Regions from separate parts of the Mus musculus genome. Here regions 1 and 2 are each linked to region 3. A link is a contact called in public promoter capture Hi-C data. All regions are on one chromosome and are shown on one strand. Each heading gives the region's core, a stretch centred on a gene start, on an enhancer-like site or on the middle of the called end of the contact. The rest is flanking DNA. Distances are from core to core; before and after follow the strand shown.

The links. Promoter capture Hi-C pulls out the DNA fragments that hold promoters and counts their contacts.
Region 1: a contact with region 3 is called in a promoter capture Hi-C map of pre-B cells, with 9 times the contacts expected there. The contact joins the promoter of Syf2 here to the promoter of Id3 in region 3. A contact is called at or near these places in 4 of 39 promoter capture datasets (the C10 cell line, liver and pre-B cells), 1 of 115 datasets of contacts at active chromatin or transcription factors (astrocytes) and 1 of 9 other capture datasets (adipose tissue).
Region 2: a promoter capture Hi-C map of liver shows a contact between it and region 3, with 2.4 times the contacts expected there. The contact joins the promoter of Ece1 here to the promoter of Id3 in region 3. A contact is called at or near these places in 1 of 39 promoter capture datasets (liver) and 1 of 115 datasets of contacts at active chromatin or transcription factors (pancreatic cancer cells).

The regions. Positions count from the first base shown.
Region 1 is chr4:134,929,492-134,932,550 of GRCm38.p6, forward strand. Syf2 (SYF2 homolog, RNA splicing factor (S. cerevisiae)) reads left to right here and starts at 1,489. Exons shown (of 7, transcript NM_026780.3): 1 at 1,489-1,527; 2 at 1,689-1,793. The coding sequence starts at 1,504.
Region 2 is chr4:137,860,787-137,863,781 of GRCm38.p6, forward strand. Ece1 (endothelin converting enzyme 1) reads left to right here and starts at 1,494. Exons shown (of 19, transcript NM_001369179.1): 1 at 1,494-1,595.
Region 3 is chr4:136,141,876-136,145,110 of GRCm38.p6, forward strand. Id3 (inhibitor of DNA binding 3) reads left to right here and starts at 1,947. Exons shown (of 3, transcript NM_008321.2): 1 at 1,947-2,303; 2 at 2,419-2,501; 3 at 3,005-3,235. The coding sequence starts at 2,004. The coding sequence ends at 2,478. It overlaps Gm42329 (predicted gene, 42329), which reads right to left and starts at 343. Exons shown (of 2, transcript NR_168524.1): 1 at 257-343.

The DNA of each region.
Region 1 (3,059 bases), core at 239-2,738, 1.2 Mb before region 3:
TATAAAATTGCAATTATAGAAATGAAACATCTCTGACATGAGAAGATAATCACAGGATGGAGATGGCTCAGTGGTTGAGTGTGGGCTGCTCTTGTAAGAGGCACCGAGTTTGGTTCCTGGCACACATTTTATCAACTGCCTGAAACTAGTCCCAGTAGATTCAAAGCCTGGCTGCTACACTGAAATGCACAGACTGGAGAGATGGCTCAGTAGGTAAGAGCACTGGCTGTAGTGGAAAGATGTTTCCATCCCAGAACCCACATGGTGGCTCAGGACCACCATAACTCTAGTCTGACCTCCGTCGGCACCAGGCATGCAGGTGGTGCATATATGGATGCAGGCTAAAACCCCATACATAAAAAAAGAAATAGGCCGGCTGTAACTTCCTCATTTAGAGGTATGTATTGCCTTCCATTTGATTTGTGGGGATTTTGTGTGCTAGTTAGACTCAACTCACCTGCCTCACTTCTTCCAGCCAAGTAACTCACTCATTTCTTTTAATCCAGAGACAGGATTTTTCTTTTCTTTTCCTTCCTTTCTTTCTTCCTTCCTTCCTTCCTTTCTTTTTCTTTCTTTTTTTTGGTTTTTCGAGACAGGGTTTCTCTGTGTAGCCCTGGCTGGCTGCCCTGAAACTCACTTTGTAGACCAGGCTGGCCTCGAACTCAGAAATCCGCCTGCCTCTGCCTCCCAAGTGCTGGGATTAAAGGTGTGTGCCACCACTGCCAGGCGCAAGCCAAGTTTTATTAAGCTTGAGAAGTAGCTTCCTACAGGGGAGGGGGACTCAAAAGAGAATTGCCCACAGTTTACATTTTTTTCTTGCCAGTGCTTAAGCTTTTAGATATCCCATGTCTTATAGCACTGGCTAGCCTAGAAGTCACTGTGTAGCCTTGGCAAGCCTCATACTTGATATTCTCCTGCCTCCACCGGCTGAGACGCTAGGAGAATGCCACCACAGCCGATTTGTACCCAGCTATTTTTACACGTGGGATGGCTTTTTCATTTCTAAAATTAATTAGTCGTCGATTTTGAAAGGTACACGTTTCATATATCCCTGTCTTATTCCCGAATTATCTTAGTGACCTTAGTAGTTGCTCTGGTGCTGGAATGTGAGAGTGAACGATATGGGGCCCGCCCTGCTCTTCTACAGTTAGTAACATCAGCAAATTATCTACTCTATGGAAGGGACTTAATGCGGATTAAATTCAAGAGAGACAAGGTTCTTTAGAGCTGGTGACAGGATACGCAGTCCCCAACCAGGCGTCCCATTCTATGTGGTGACAGGTTCGGAGCACTTCCTCATCCTTGTCGTCCCTCCCGGGCCCCGCCCCCGCCCCGCCCCGTTTGCGCCTGCGCATAGCCATACCACGCGTCAGTCCCTCCCACTAAAAGGAGCGTGAGAGGCCGGAAGAAACTGACGCCATCGGGAAGGCTTGAGTCTGGGCCGCGGGCCAGAGGCCGCCGGAAGTGCTCAGCGTTGTTGACGGAAGTAGAGAGAAGGCTGTAATGGCGGCTGTGACTGAAGTTGTGGTGAGTATCACCGGCTTCGCGTAGGTGTCAGTCCGGGAGACGCCGGGGCTGAGGACATGGGTGGGATCCGGGTGCGGCTCCCGGGGAGACCAGGGTGCCGGGCCCAGGCCTGGGCCGTGGCCCCTGGCAGACGCCGAGCCTGAAGCCGGTTATGATCGCAGGTCCCCGCGGATGGCGCGGAAGCCAGGCCCTTGGCGGCCGAGGAGCTGGCGGCGCAGAAGCGGGAGCAGAGACTACGCAAGTTCCGTGAGCTGCATCTGAAGCGGGTGAGTGGCGGGGCTGCGGGCCAGGCTGGCAGTAGGGCTGGAGGAGCAGGAGGAGGAAGGCGCACCACGCACCAGATCTCCGGACCCGGCGTCCCCGGGACCAGATCTCCGCCCGCCGGTGGGTCTGGACTCGGGTTGAGATCGCTTTGACACACGTCAAAAGCCCCACCCGCCTGCTCCACCCGGCCACACCCACATTACCGGGTGTACCTTAGGTTTTTCCTCTTGTTCCATGATTCTTCGTTTTTCATCTAGGGAAATAATTGGTTAGAAATAGTAATCAGACCTTTCTCACCTTAAAAACAGCGAGCACACACTTTCCCTTTTCTCCGAGTTCAGACTCAAAAAAGTATAACTTATTTCCCATCTCTTGTTTGGATGTCTACTCAAATCGTAAGCATGGCTGGCGAGTCACTCTCAACATTAGCATTCTTTCCCAGAAGCTAGCTCCCTCTCACTTCTTTATGTGACTGCTTGGTCATCTGACCCTTTTTCTGAACCTGCTTGTTTTCTTGGACTATAATTCAAAAGGCATGCTATATCTTCTTACTGTCTCCCTTCTAGCACCTGCCAAGATTTTCAGCCTGCTTGACTTGTTTTTGTCTTGATCTCTTTTTTTTTTAAAGATTTATTTATTTTATGTATGTGAGTACACTGTAGCTGTACAGATGGTTGTGAGCCTTTATGTGGTATTTGGGGATTGAATTTAGGACCTCTGCTTGCTCTGGTCACCCCTGCTCTCTCCGGCCCAAAGATTTATTTATTACAAAAATTACTCTGTAGCTGTCTTCAGACATACTAGAAGACAGTGTGAGATCCCATTACAGGTGGTTGTGAGCCACCATATGGTTGCTGGGATTTGAACTTGGGACCTTTGGAAGAGCAGTCAGTGCTCTTACCTGCTGAGCTATCTCTCCAGCTCCTGTCTTTTTTTTTTGAGACAGGGTTTTTCTCTGTATAGTCCTGGCTGTCCTGGAACTCACTCTGTAGACCAGACCAGGCTGGCCTCAAACTCAGAAATCCTCCTGCCTCTGCCTACTACCAAGTGCTGGGATTAAAGTGCCCAGTCCAGCCCCTGTCTTGAATAAAGTGTTTCTTGGGCTGGCAAGATGACTCAGTGTTAGAGGCCCTTGTACAAGCCTGGCCACCTGAGTTTGACCCCTGAAACTCAGGGAGAAGTGGAAGGAGGGAGAGAACTGACTTCCGTCTTCACAGGGTTGTCCACAGAGCTCCACACAAGGCTAAGGCATGCGCATGCACACACAG
Region 2 (2,995 bases), core at 244-2,743, 1.7 Mb after region 3:
GTGTGGGCTAGGTTATTGAGACCCATCTCTGTTTGGGTAGTGTGGGCCAGGTTATTGAGACCCATCTCTGTTTGTTTTTTGTGTTGGTTGGTTGGTTTGTCGAGACAGGGTTTCTCTGTGTAGCCCTGGCTGTCCTAGAACTTGCTCTGTACGCCAGGCTGTCCTCGAACTCAAGAGATCCTCCTGCTTCTGCTGCCTGATTAAAGGCGTGCGCCACCACCACTGTCTGGCAGTTTGTTTGTTTGTTTGTTTACCTACATGTATGTGTTTGTCTGGGGTGCAGTATGTGCACATGTGAATGCAGATGTTTGTAGACGCCAGCATAGGGCATTGGGTCCCTTGCAGCTGGAGTTACAGGTAGTTGTGAGCCAAATGATACCGGTGCTGGGATCCCCCCCCCGATTCCCCCCCCCATCACACCTGTGCAAAAGCAATACATGTTCTTAACCATTTGGCCATCTCTCCAGCCCCAAGACCTATCTTAAAAAACAAAAAACAAACCAGCCACACATTTACCACACAGGACACACTGACCTCTCTACTCACAAACTGAGCCACCTACAACGCTGTGGTAAATCTCTGCCGTGTGTGTGTGTGTGTGTGTGTGTGTGTGTGTGTGTGTGTGTGTGTGTGTCTCAAGCTGCATGCTCGAACACACATGTACACCAAACGGGATTCACTCACCGGCTACTCTTTCACAACAGGGGCACAAAGCCTCTTTCTACTACACCCACATGCGTGCCCAACAGGTCACAAATGCACGGCTCACCCAGTACGTACAGTTTCCTGGTCTTTCTTCCTCTGCACCTGCGCAGCGGGCATAAAGAGAAAGTTTCTCTACTGGAGGTCTAAGTGCCCCCGCCTACTGGGCCTTCATTCCATTCCATTTCTCTTTCCTTCTCCCCTCTCTGAATCGCGCGCCTGCGCTGGTGTACACACACACACACACACACACACACACACACACACACACACTAACAATCCCCAAATATAGTCTTCTATCTTTCCACATAAACACACAGGCATTCGAAACTCATCCCTTCCCCCCCTTTCTGTCTTCTCCTCTCTGCCCTTCTTCCTTCTTGCACACAAACACACCCCACAGCTGCAGTGCCCAGGGTCATACTACAGTGCAGGCACCAGGCAGGAGACAAAGGTCGCCTAGGCTCCCAGAACCCCAACTGGGCGCAGGTGGACCTGACACCGGCTCCGTCTGTCCCTCGAGAGGGTCCCGGCGAGGTGTAGATTAGGCACGCCAAGCTGGAGGTTCGGGCCCGCACCCCTGGACCCACCGGTATCCGGGGCAGCTAGAGTATCCAGCGCTCCAGCATGCCAAGGGTTAAGGAGCCCGCGGAGGTGTGGGGGGGAGTCTAACCGACGCTTCTGATTGGCTGTTTCTTCGGGGCCCGCAGCCCCCGCACTTCTGTATTGGTTCGCGGCGGGCCCCGCCCTCTGGCCTGGGCGCCCCAGCCTCGCGCGCCGCCCCGGCAGCTAGCCCTGAGGTTCGAGCGTAGAGCTCAGCCCAGCGCACTTGGAGCTGGAGCCTTAGCGGGAGGTGCATCCTAAGCCCGGCCGTTCGGAGCCCGGGAGCGACGGTGAGTACTCCCGCAGCCCGCTGTGGCTCCATGCAACCCCGACGGTCCCGACAGCGGGGCGGCGATGGCATCCTGGCTGGTTCCTGGCGAGCTGGGCGTCCCCTTTAGCTGAGGCCCGCGTCCCGCTGTTCACTGGCTTGGACCCGGACAGGAGTTGTGGGGGGTGTCCGGTTCGCGTGGACCTTGGTTCTGGGCTGCTGGGCTGCTCCTGGCGTGGAAGACTCGGGGTCGCGTGCTGGATTTTGGGGAAGAGTTGGTGAGATAGGTTTGGGGTGTGCAAGTCCCTGAGCTGAGCTTGGCTTGGCTTGACTTGGAGACCGTGGGCAGCTAGGCCAGGTCGATTCAGAGACGTCAAGGTTCAGCTGGACTTGAGCTCACACCCCGCATAGTCCGAGTGGCTTTGGGATTCGAGAACATCGTGGGAGACTAGGGCACTTTTCTCCTACACTGATCCTGCAGTGGCTGCCTGGCTCATGGGAAGGGGAGAGATAGCTCAGAGAGGAGGGGATAGTCTGAGGTTCTGAGGGTTATCTGGTGTTCCCAGCATCTCCCAGTAATGAATCCTCAGAGGAGGGCCCAAGTGCTGACTCCCGTGGTCCAAAGCACCACGGTAAAGGGGTCCTTGAGGAAGAGGGCTTCTTTGGGGGCTCAAGCCTCAAGCCTGATATCCATCTAATCCAGATCTGGCTGCTTTTGAGAGCTTCGGAGTGATGAGTTGACTCTCTGGCCTAGAGCCAAGGCCTCCGGTTACCTCTCCATCTCACCCAGGGCCATTTGCTTCTTCTCTCCCTGTGGACCTCTGATTGCCTCTCCTAGAGCCGAGCTCTTGGCGTGTGTACTGGACCCAGGACACCCTGTGTGGCCTGAGGAGATCTGCCTGGGTTCTCTGCCTTTTGGTCCTAGAGACTTGCCTACATCTGTGATGTCCCTTCCATGCCTGAGGGGTTCGCTGAGAAACAGAGGGGCATCATGGAGAGAGCTGAAGATGCTCCAGAGACAGCCTCAGGACCAACCCGTGCCTGGTCAGAAATTAAGTCTCCCTTAGACAGCCCTTTTCTCTCTTACCCACTGGCGTCTTTCCCCTGAGACATCATTGGTCTCTCTGGAGACCGATGACTTAATTCTCCCGCCCCCCCAAGGTGCCCAGAGATCATCTTGGACCCGACTTACCTCCCCCATTAAGAATCTCCCAAGAGCTGGACAGTGGTGGCGCTCACCTTTAATCCCAGCACTTATGAGGCAGAGGCAGGAGGATTTCTGAGTTCGAGGCCAGCCTGGTCTGCAGAGTGAGTTCCAAGACAGCCAGGCCTATACAGAGAAACCCTGTCGCGAACTCATGTCTAGTTTCATGGCCGGGGAATGTGTCACCTGTGGGCCAGCTGTTGCTTTAAAGCTTGAGG
Region 3 (3,235 bases), core at 697-3,196:
CCTCTGTTCAGTTTTCGGGAGTCCACACAGCCACGGAGGAGATTTCTCTTCCCGTGACCAAATAGCTGGCATTTAACTTCTTCAGCATAGAGACTGCCTTGTGCTTTCTCAGGTTAGACCTTCTTCTGTCTTCTACCGAAATAGCTGTCCTTGAGAACTTGAATATTCCCAGGAGAAAACTTTTCAGAGACTTCTTTCTTGGGACACAGGGGCCTGTGGTATGATGGAAAAGAATGAGGCTCCGAGACTGGCTTACCTGTGATGTGATACAGGACTCGTTTTATATGCCCTGTCCCCGGCCCTGTGCTGGTCCACACTCCTTGTCCAACTGTCACACAAGCATCTGGTGTTCTGAGTCAGAAAGTATTTATAACAATCCCTCAGTGCCCTTTCTCTCTGTCTGTCTCCTCATACAGCTGATCAAAGCCGTGGTATCTGGGTTTGCTCAAGATTATGTGTCGATAACCAGTAAATAGCAGAGCTGTCCGGATTGAACCCAGGGCTTTGGCTCCCTAGACCGATGTCCTTCCAATTATTGGAACTGTCCCAGCTCAGAGGTCCCATTGTCCTGTTGATCAGTGCCACACACTACTGAACACTTAATTGTTTCCTGTGTTAATCTTGTCCCCAGACATTGTGAGATTCTTGAGAGCAGGAGCCTCTGTTTCATGTGAAGCAACTCCATAAATATTTACCAGGCTGATTGATTAAGAAAGCAATCTCGTGGCTGCAAAACCCCACCTGTTCTCTCCCAAGATGGAAACCAGAATTTTGGAACTGCTGAGGCTTCGGGGTCTGGGAAGCAGAGCCAGGCAAAGAATAGAGTGCACTGTCCTTTTGCAATATGGGATTGCCTGCCTGCTGGCTGCTCTCCTGCTCTCTCAGATGGGTGGCTGGGGCTACTTCAGCAGGACGAGGAATAATCATGTCCAGGTGGCTGCCCTTCCACAACAGAAAGGGACAGACAACGCGGCGATGAAATTGTTATTGTTTTCTACAGAGTGTGCAAAGTGTGCAAAGGGAGGGAGGCTGTGCAGAACGAGGAAGCAAACGCTAGACAGCTGACCCATTTGGTTCTATGTATGCCCGTGGAGGGGACCTTCTAAAAGGGTTTATGCAGCAAGCACCCCCATATTTGAAACCTTGTCCAAAATCCTAATCAAATTCACTTCCAAAGCACAACCGGGCATACATTTAGTTCCTAAAGGAGTTCTCGGTGGAAACGGTCCATGCTTTTTCTTTCTCCGTGGAAAAGGACTGGGTCCAGACTGCTCTTATCCTCTTTCCCCTGGTGCTCAAATAAATAGTGTTCTCTGCTTAGACCTCCCTTTCCCTCCTTCTTCTGCAATCTCAGCGCCTAGCCCAAATCTGTTTTCTTCATTGTAACCTCAGCTTCACCGCAATTAATTTTTTCCCCCTCTGGTCACAAGATAATTCCTGACGCCAGTGAGTCTGGAGGTCAGACGAGCAGCAAATTGGGGAACAAGGCGGCACTAATTCCTTACAAGTTTCCCTTGAAAATTCTTGAGAGAGAGAGGAGAGAGAGATCTTTAGTTGTTCAAGGGATTTATGACCTCAGAGCTGTGGGTTCGAACCAGTATTGGGGGGAGGGGACCTCAGAGAACTTGGGCGCCTCCAGAAAAGGCATATTCTTAAAAGTTAATGGTTTTAAGTGATTTTTTTTTTTTTTTCAAATCTGTGCTGGCTCAAGAGCCCCGCCTCTCCTCGGTATCAGCGCTTCCTCATTCCTCGCATCCGAGGCTCCGCTGTCCTCGGCGTCAGACCAGCCTAAGGAAGCCTGTTAGCAATTTAAACCCACTGTGAACGCCCAGGACCGGGGAGGCGGTGCCCAGGGCGGGCGGGGGTGGACCCTTGGCGGTCTGTTTTGAATAAGGGGGTGTGTCCTAGAGAGGACTCTATAAGAGTCGGCCGCTGCAGGCGTGCGCGCACTGTTTGCTGCTTTAGGTGTCTCTTTTCCTCCCTCTCTATCTCTACTCTCCAACATGAAGGCGCTGAGCCCGGTGCGCGGCTGCTACGAGGCGGTGTGCTGCCTGTCGGAACGTAGCCTGGCCATTGCGCGAGGCCGCGGTAAGAGCCCGTCGACCGAGGAGCCTCTTAGCCTCTTGGACGACATGAACCACTGCTACTCGCGCCTGCGGGAACTGGTGCCGGGAGTCCCGCGAGGCACTCAGCTTAGCCAGGTGGAAATCCTGCAGCGTGTCATAGACTACATCCTCGACCTTCAGGTGGTCCTGGCAGAGCCGGCGCCTGGACCCCCGGACGGTCCGCATCTCCCGATCCAGGTGCGAGAGGGAGCCAGACCAGGCTGCTCTGAGCGTGCGGGCAGGGATGCTGCGGGTCTTCCCTATCGCGTCCCCGAGTCCCTTGGCTAACTCGTCTCCTAACCTTCTTTCACAGACAGCTGAGCTCACTCCGGAACTTGTGATCTCCAAGGACAAGAGGAGCTTTTGCCACTGACCCGGTCGTCCTGGCACCTCCCGGTAAGCTTTCTCCTGGCGCGGGCGAGGAGGGAGGCTTGCATGGGAAATCCTGCCTTTGACAGAACATTGTAAGGCTTAGGGTTCAGTCGGTTTAGGGAAAAAGCCAAGCCACTGAAAGGCAAAAGCCTTATCTATAATCAGTTAGAATAAACGACAGAACCTATGTCAATATCACGTGCATTCCTTAGACACGCTGTCCCTTCTCATCCCGGGTGGCCAGAGCCCAGGGCAAGTGGGCGCGCGGGTCGCACCAAATGAGCCTTGGAGTAAAGGAAGCCCTCCCCCCTTTCCACTAGTGTTATTTCTAAGCGGGAGGGGGAGTGGTGACTCCGCCTGTGGTCCTTTGGCGCCAACTGGGTGGAGGCAGTGTGGGGAGCGGAGTTATCAGCTGGAGGTAGAGACCGAGTTTCCTCCCTGGCGCCGGCCAGTCTGCGGCATCCTCCGCCTGGGCGCGCTCGGCGGAAACTGACGGCTCCCTCGCTCTTCTCTCCTCCCCCGCCCAGAACGCAGGTGCTGGCGCCCGTTCCGCTTGGGACCCTGGGACTCTGGGACCCTCTCTCCAGCCGGAAGCCTGAGGGCATGGATGAGCTTCGATCTTAACCCAGCCCTCTTCACTTACCCTGAACTCAACGCCTCGAGGCTGGACCTGGAGCCCGAGAGAAGGACTGAACTTGGGTGGCCTGAAGAGCTAGCACACGCTGGTCAGCAGCTGGGCAACGTCACTCTGTCCCCAC